Regions from separate parts of the Gossypium hirsutum genome. Here region 1 is linked to region 2. Evidence: chromatin contacts called from public Hi-C data. All regions are on one chromosome and are shown on one strand. The core of a region is the stretch at or near the end of the contact, and the rest is flanking DNA. Distances in the headings are between cores, read along the strand shown. Region 1 holds the start of LOC107945713 (transcription factor SPATULA). Region 2 has its middle 14 kb from the start of LOC107945403.

Evidence for each region. A called contact is a pair of places that touch in the nucleus more often than the background predicts.
Region 1: a contact with region 2 is called in a Hi-C map of seedling, with 2.1 times the contacts expected there. The contact joins the promoter of LOC107945713 here to the enhancer-like site in region 2.

What each region holds. Positions count from the first base shown.
Region 1 is chrD12:30,748,935-30,752,573 of Gossypium_hirsutum_v2.1, forward strand. It overlaps LOC107945713 (transcription factor SPATULA), which reads left to right and starts at 1,264. Exons shown (of 5, transcript XM_016879808.2): 1 at 1,264-1,622; 2 at 1,917-2,042; 3 at 2,163-2,228; 4 at 2,433-2,498; 5 at 3,194-3,574. The coding sequence starts at 1,593. The coding sequence ends at 3,469.
Region 2 is chrD12:30,531,881-30,535,221 of Gossypium_hirsutum_v2.1, forward strand. No RefSeq gene overlaps it. Among protein-coding and RNA genes, the nearest start is that of LOC107945403, 14 kb to the left of the region's middle. Within about 2 kb of position 1,446, at least 1 of the 9 cell types and tissues checked has an H3K27ac peak or open chromatin away from gene starts, as enhancers often do.

The sequences.
Region 1 (3,639 bases), core at 14-2,513, 220 kb after region 2:
ATTGGATCGAATTTATTAGCTTGGAAGTGAATATAATTTTGATCTTTTGGTATTAAATTATGGCATGTACATAGATTAAATCAAAGTACATGTATAAAATTATTAGTGAAAACACTTTGTGAATCTTGAATATTTTGTTAGTTCTAAGAATTTAGTTAAGCTTTGATTGAGATATATGTTGAATTACATGTTATTTCGAAAGAGTTTTATGTTTTATAATGTTTAAAAGTGTTATGGAATGCTTGATGATAGTTTAGAATTGGTTTTAGATGTTTTAGGCATGCTCTAGATAATTTACCCCTGATGTTGCAACATTGAATAGCTAATGTCACGACACTAGATAAATCTGGCCTCAATGTCGTGACACCACTAATCAATGTCACGACACTAAAAGTATTTCATACTTATTTTTAAAAAATTTTAGAATAGATTAAGTAAAATATTTGACTTGAACTACTAAACAATGATTTGAATTTATAAAACAAACTATATTAAAATCCATCTTATTTTACTAATTATTTATTAATTACATGTATTGCGCTTGACGCTTTTGAGAATACTAATTGAGAAGCCATGGGAAGGATAAAAATAAAAACAGAAGTATTAAAATCGTGTATGGCAAAACTTATACCATAAAGAAATGCACAGTTCAATGTAAACGGCGCACAGACCAATTGGTTCCCATTGCCAAAATTATATATAATCGTATGTGATTCCACGTTATTCTTATCAATTTTTTAATAGGCATTTTTTAATAGGAGAATGACAAATCATAGTTTTCTTTCTAATTTTTAGTATTTTTAGTTGAATTTAAATTTTGTCAGGAGAAAAAAGCTGAAAATCAGGAGAAAAATTTTGATTTGATATTTTTATATTGAAAAAAGATATGAATGACGTGGAATCACAGTTGCATACAATCCCTTCTCAATGGTTATAAGACTTTAAATTTGAGATGATAGATTTGGCCAAATTTAAATTATTATTGATAAATCAAGATAATATGACTTTGAACACCTATAAGTATTGAATTCAATAGGTTGACTTAATCAAAGTACAAAATTTGTAAAGAAATTGTGAAAAAAAATCAGTGATAGTATTATCATTTCATGATTAACAAAAATAAAGATCACATCTTAACACATATCCGTCTAAATACTATATAATAGAAAAACCTATTAATGCAACTCGGTTTGTTTCAAAAGAAAGAAAAGGAAAAGGGCAAAAGAAGACAGTAACCGAACCACATGAAAAGAAGAAATATTTTAAACTGCTTAGAGAAAAAACAAAGCTAAAAAGGGGAGATGATAACATTAACCTTAACATGTTTCATTATAAGAAGGATAATAAATGTGATTAGAATTATATACCCGAACTTGTTTATATATGCAATCTTCTTCATCAAATTCTAGTTCATTCTTCTTCTTTTTCTTCGGCTTCTGGGATGGCCTACTTTGGGGGTCTAACTGAGAATCCACGGCGGTTCTCACGGTCAGAGGCTCCGCCTGGTGGCGGAGCAGTAAAGAAGGGGATGATTGATTATTCTGAGAGACAGAGCGGAGGGTCGGGTAATATGATCAGAGAAGCTGGTGAGAATGGTACCACTGATGATCAAGACTGTGAAAGTGAGATAAGTGTCTGGTTTTGCTGTTTCATTATCATTATTATTATTATGATTCTTTTGCCAAGAAAATGTCGAAGAAAAAGGAGAGAATTTGGGTCATTTTGGTTTAGAAAGTTAAGATCTTAAGAAAGATAGTATACATCATACATGCAGTGCTTAAATTTGATTACATGAAGTAAACAGTAGTGACCATCACAAGATTCATTTGCAAAATCAAGTTTTCTATTTCAACGGGATATTTCTGGCCATTTTTAGAATTCAAATTGAGCAAAGATTAAAATTTTGTTCTCGATAGTTTGAAATTTGTCCTAGGCAAGAGGGTCTTGAAGCATTGGTTGATGAGGCACCGCCAAAGTCAGCACCATCTCGTAGTTCCTCAAAAAGAAACAGAGCAGCCGAGGTTCATGATTTGTCTGAAAAGGTTACTAGTTTGATCTATGGTGTTTTTGTACTAAATCTATAATAATGGGATTTCTTGGTTCATTGGGTTGGTTTCTTCATGGATTTTATTGATTTATGGTTTTGGTTTTGAATGACGCAGAGGAGGAGGAGTAGGATTAATGAGAAAATGAAAGCATTGCAAAACCTTGTTCCAAATGCCAACAAGGTATACATTTTCTACTTCTCATCTGCCCATTTCGTTCCATTTATTCATCTTGTATTTGTATAGCCATATTTACATTATGTATTTATACGAATTTTGAGACGTTCATATAATAATGTTCGAAAACTTTATCTTGTCTTTCTATTGCTTACTTTGTGTTCTACCTTGTGGCATTACTAATTTGGGTAATAATTGAGGGATTGGCAGACAGATAAAGCTTCGATGCTCGATGAAGTTATTGAATACTTGAAGCACCTTCAGCTTCAAGTTCGGGTATGCTAACAACTTTACTCTCTTTTCCTTTTCTGGGTGAACCCACCATCCAAAGTAACGAGAATTTTGAAGATATTGAAAGAAACTAAAACATTTCAAAACTCATTACCAAGTCCATGTGCTATTAATGCCTTGTTTCGAATGTATGCAATGGCATTCTGCCAGGCCATCTAAGGGAACCCTTCTAACCCTCTTGAGCAAATCTTTGAGTCATATGAAAGTTAAGATCATGACTTGATTGATTGTAGAGAAATTTGACATCCACAACCATATGCTATGTTGTGTTATCTCTGTTATATATATCTTTCTTGAAGTAAACCCATATTCAACATCTGTCCAACACAAATTCGAAGATGACTCGAGGATCTTCTAAATAAATTGCGTAACTTAAAAAAAAAAAAAACATATTTGTATCAGGCAGTCACACCGGTATCTTTGTAACAGAGGTATAGGCATGTAGTATATTCATTGGCATTCAAGACCTACCTCCTAATTAATCCACTGATGACATTGACATAAAAATGGTACCGCTACTTCAAAATAAACAAGGGAATATGCCTGCATTTAAGGTCCCGATTACATGAACACTGTGGACTTGAGTTCTATCTGCTGCAGGATATTTGTTTTGTAGGCTGATGACAGATGGGCTAATAGTTCACTTGTGATTTATTTTACTTTTGTGTTTGAAATCTCAGATACTATCAATGAGAAATGGATTAAGCATGCATCCCATGTGCTTGGCTGGAGTTCCGCAACCAGTCCAGTTTTCCCAAACAAGAATCGACACGAATGCGTCATTCACGGTGTCAGCAACTCAAGAAACCCAGGCGCAGATGGTTTTTGACATACCAAACCAATGCAGATCCTCAAACCCTGAATTGGTGCTCGACCTGCCAAACATGATTTCTTCAAATACATCGGTGGGACTGGAATTTTGGAACCAATCCAGGCCCATGGACCATTTCAGGTAAGACAAATTACATGAACTTGGTTAAAATGGTATAAATGTTCAAACAGTACTCTTGAACTACCTGTTAAAACATTTGTTTGAATTAAACCTTTTGTTTTCTTTTTCCCTTTTTATTGAGTAATTGTTTTCTTCTTGTACGAAATTAGGTAACTAAAATAATCTATAAGCCAT
Region 2 (3,341 bases), core at 196-2,695:
CAATACTGACATTCTCTGCGAATTCCAAGCTTGTTGGGCATGTGTTTGCGGAGCACGTGGTCATTTCTGCTCTTGGGACTAGCGCTATGGGCGAGCTCCATACTTGCTGGACACGTGTCTGGGTGTCCTGTGGAGCACATGGCACTTCCTGTGAGTTCATTGGGTATTGGCCAACATTTGTCGCCGATCCTCCAACTTGTTGGTACAGGAATAGAGTTTATCCGTCACTAGAACCGAAGACGATCGTTCTCGCGACGAATGGGGTTGAACTATCCGATTTCTGATACCCCTCATCTTCACCATAACTCAAGTAAAAGAAGAAAGCTTAAACTTTAAAAGAAAAAGCAAGGTTTCTAAAAAAATCACCTTTGTCCTAATTGCAAAAAAATGCTAAAGATGAAGGATTTAAGGTTGAGAGAGACACTCTTTTAAAGAAGAAGTTCCCTTCCTGCCTCTTAGACGATTTGTGTGATCAAAAAAAATCAACGGCCTAGATACAAACAAACAAAAATAGTTCAAATTTCAACGACCAAATATGCACGCGCGTGAACCGCTCACAAACGTACCTTGTAAGCTGCATTTAATGCTGATATGATGGACCTAAGGAGCGCCACTTTATGACACCCCTTATGCCCATTTTAGGTGAGGAGTAGATTGTTATACGTCAATAACCTGAGACCTGAACCCTAGAAAATATCCTAACCTCCGACCCATAACCTGATCGCAAGAGGACAACAAGGCGAACCTGACTGCAAGGCAAAGCTATAGACCCAGCTCACAAGACCCAACTCACAGGATTCTCGTGCAAGCTCATAAGGCAGGATCACAAATACAGCTCGCAGAACCAGCTTGCGAGAAAAGGGTACAGGCTCAGCCCGCGAGGATCTAGAGAAGGTCGTTGTCCCACTTCGCATATACCCAAGGAACTCATAGGAAGTGTCATGTGCTCCACAGACCACCTAGACACGTGTCCAACGGGTACGGAGCTCACCTAGAGCGCCAGTCCCAAGAGTAGGAAAGACTGCGTGCTCCGCAGACACGTGCGCAACAAGCCTAGAGTTAGCAGAGAATGTCAATATTGGAGGCAATAGAGTCAAGACAAAATAGTGAGGCCCTATCATGAGCTGTAATAGTATCAGTAATATCATGTATAAATACACTTATACTCACATCAATAAAGAGCAAGCAAAATATTTCAACAAAGATAATAAAAATAAATAGAATAATAATTAATCAACAAAGGTAAGTTGTCGTTTTATTTAAAGTTCAGTTAATAAATAAGCATTGGGATTTTCAAATCATAAATGATTTTTTTGTTTTAAATTTGAATACCTTACCCTACTATTATGTTAATACTTTTGCATGGAACTTGAATATATATAATATCCATTCATGTTGGATTTGGGGTTTTGGTGCTTGAAAATGGCCGGGAAAGACCAGTCCTCCATTGAAAGCCAAGTTTGAAAACTCTGTCCTAAATCCTTCAGTTCAGCCAGCGAGTAGCGGCGGCTTTGGCCCAAAAACTGGTTAAAGTGTTATTTATTATTTTTTTAAATTTTGTAAACTTACAAATTAACATTAATAGTAAAATTTCAATTTTAACTCCCAAAATTATAAACTTGACATATCAATTTAGTATTTTTTTACTTAATTGATACTTAAAACTTAGTAATCATAAGTCAAATTGGTATATTTTTTAGGTACCTGATCAATATCATTAAAATATATTGACGTGGTAATGAAGACCAATAGCATTTTAACACGTGGCAATCTTACATTTTGAAACGTGACAAAAAAATATTTAAAATTTATACTTTTTTACACAAAGAGAATGATATTGGACAAATGATTGTACACTATTTTTAAAATTTGTATAACATATCATATTTTTATATTATTTTTTTGAAATTTAAAAAATATAAAAACTAAAAATCTTAAAAGATTATGAAAATATTAGAAATATTATTTGACACTAAAAGGAAACATGAACAATTAGTTCTCTAGATACATTTGAACATAGACAATCATTTCTCCAAATGCATTCCAAACATGTTTTTAGTGATTTTATATATTTTAAACTTTTCATAGATTATCATATTTTATATTATTAAATTTAAAATACATAAAATTTGATATTTTATAAAAATATGATTTTTATACATTTTAGATTTTATATATTTGGTATAAATTATATTTTATATATTTGGAAAAATATATTTTATAAAATCTTGATATAAAATAATATATTTTATAAATATAAGATTTTATATATTTTAAATTTATAATAATATAAAAATATAATATTTTATGGAAAAATAAAAATGAATAAAATTACTCAAAAGCATGTATAGAATGAATTGAACAAATAATTGTTTAGGTTCAAATGCATCTGGATAATTAGTTGTTCAGATTTCTTCTAGTATCAAATAATATTTCTAATAATTTTATAAGTTTATATATATTTGTATTTTTTTATATTTTTTATATTTTAAATTTCAAAATAATAACAATATATGATATGTTATAAGAAATATTTTAAAAATATATAAAAATATTAAAAAAGGTATGTTTAGAATGAACTTGTACAAATAATTGTCCAGATTTAACTAAACCTAGACAACTATTTATCCAAGTTTATTCCTAACGTGTAAAAAATTATGATTTTTTTTATAGATTTTAAATATTTTTATAGTTTTACTTTATTGCCACATATCAAAATATAATTACCAACTATTACTATACTATTAGTTAAACAGTATATTTTAACAATAGTAGTCAAGTATTTAAAAATACCAAATTAATTTACAATTCCCAGATTCAATTACCAAATTAACTCTAAAAAAACGTCAAAGTATTAAATATATACAAATCGTGATATATCTGGTATATATTAACCCTAAATTTATAACTCATTTTTCACATTCCTAACGCAATTGTTTTTTTTGACGTGTCTCTGCTTCAATCCCATTGCTTTTGAAGTTTTCAACGGTTGGTGTCTTATCGAATTGCATCTGCACTAGGATGAGGTGTCAGACATTCACAATATCGTATATTTTCCCCATTCAATTATTAGTTCGTCAAATCACCTTTTATACTGCAAATAAAAATGAAGCATATAATATCCTCCCAACTGATGAGTTCCTGGGCTGTCAATGGTTCATTATATCAAGCAAGACCCTAATGTCTGGCTTCATTAATAGAAGTGGGAACACTAATATAGCAATATAATGTCATCATTATCTAATTTGCATATTCATCTTCTTTTTTTTTTGAGCAATTGTACTTGAAAAGTAACATATTTTGACATATTAATAACTCATGTTTGATATACCATTTCATAT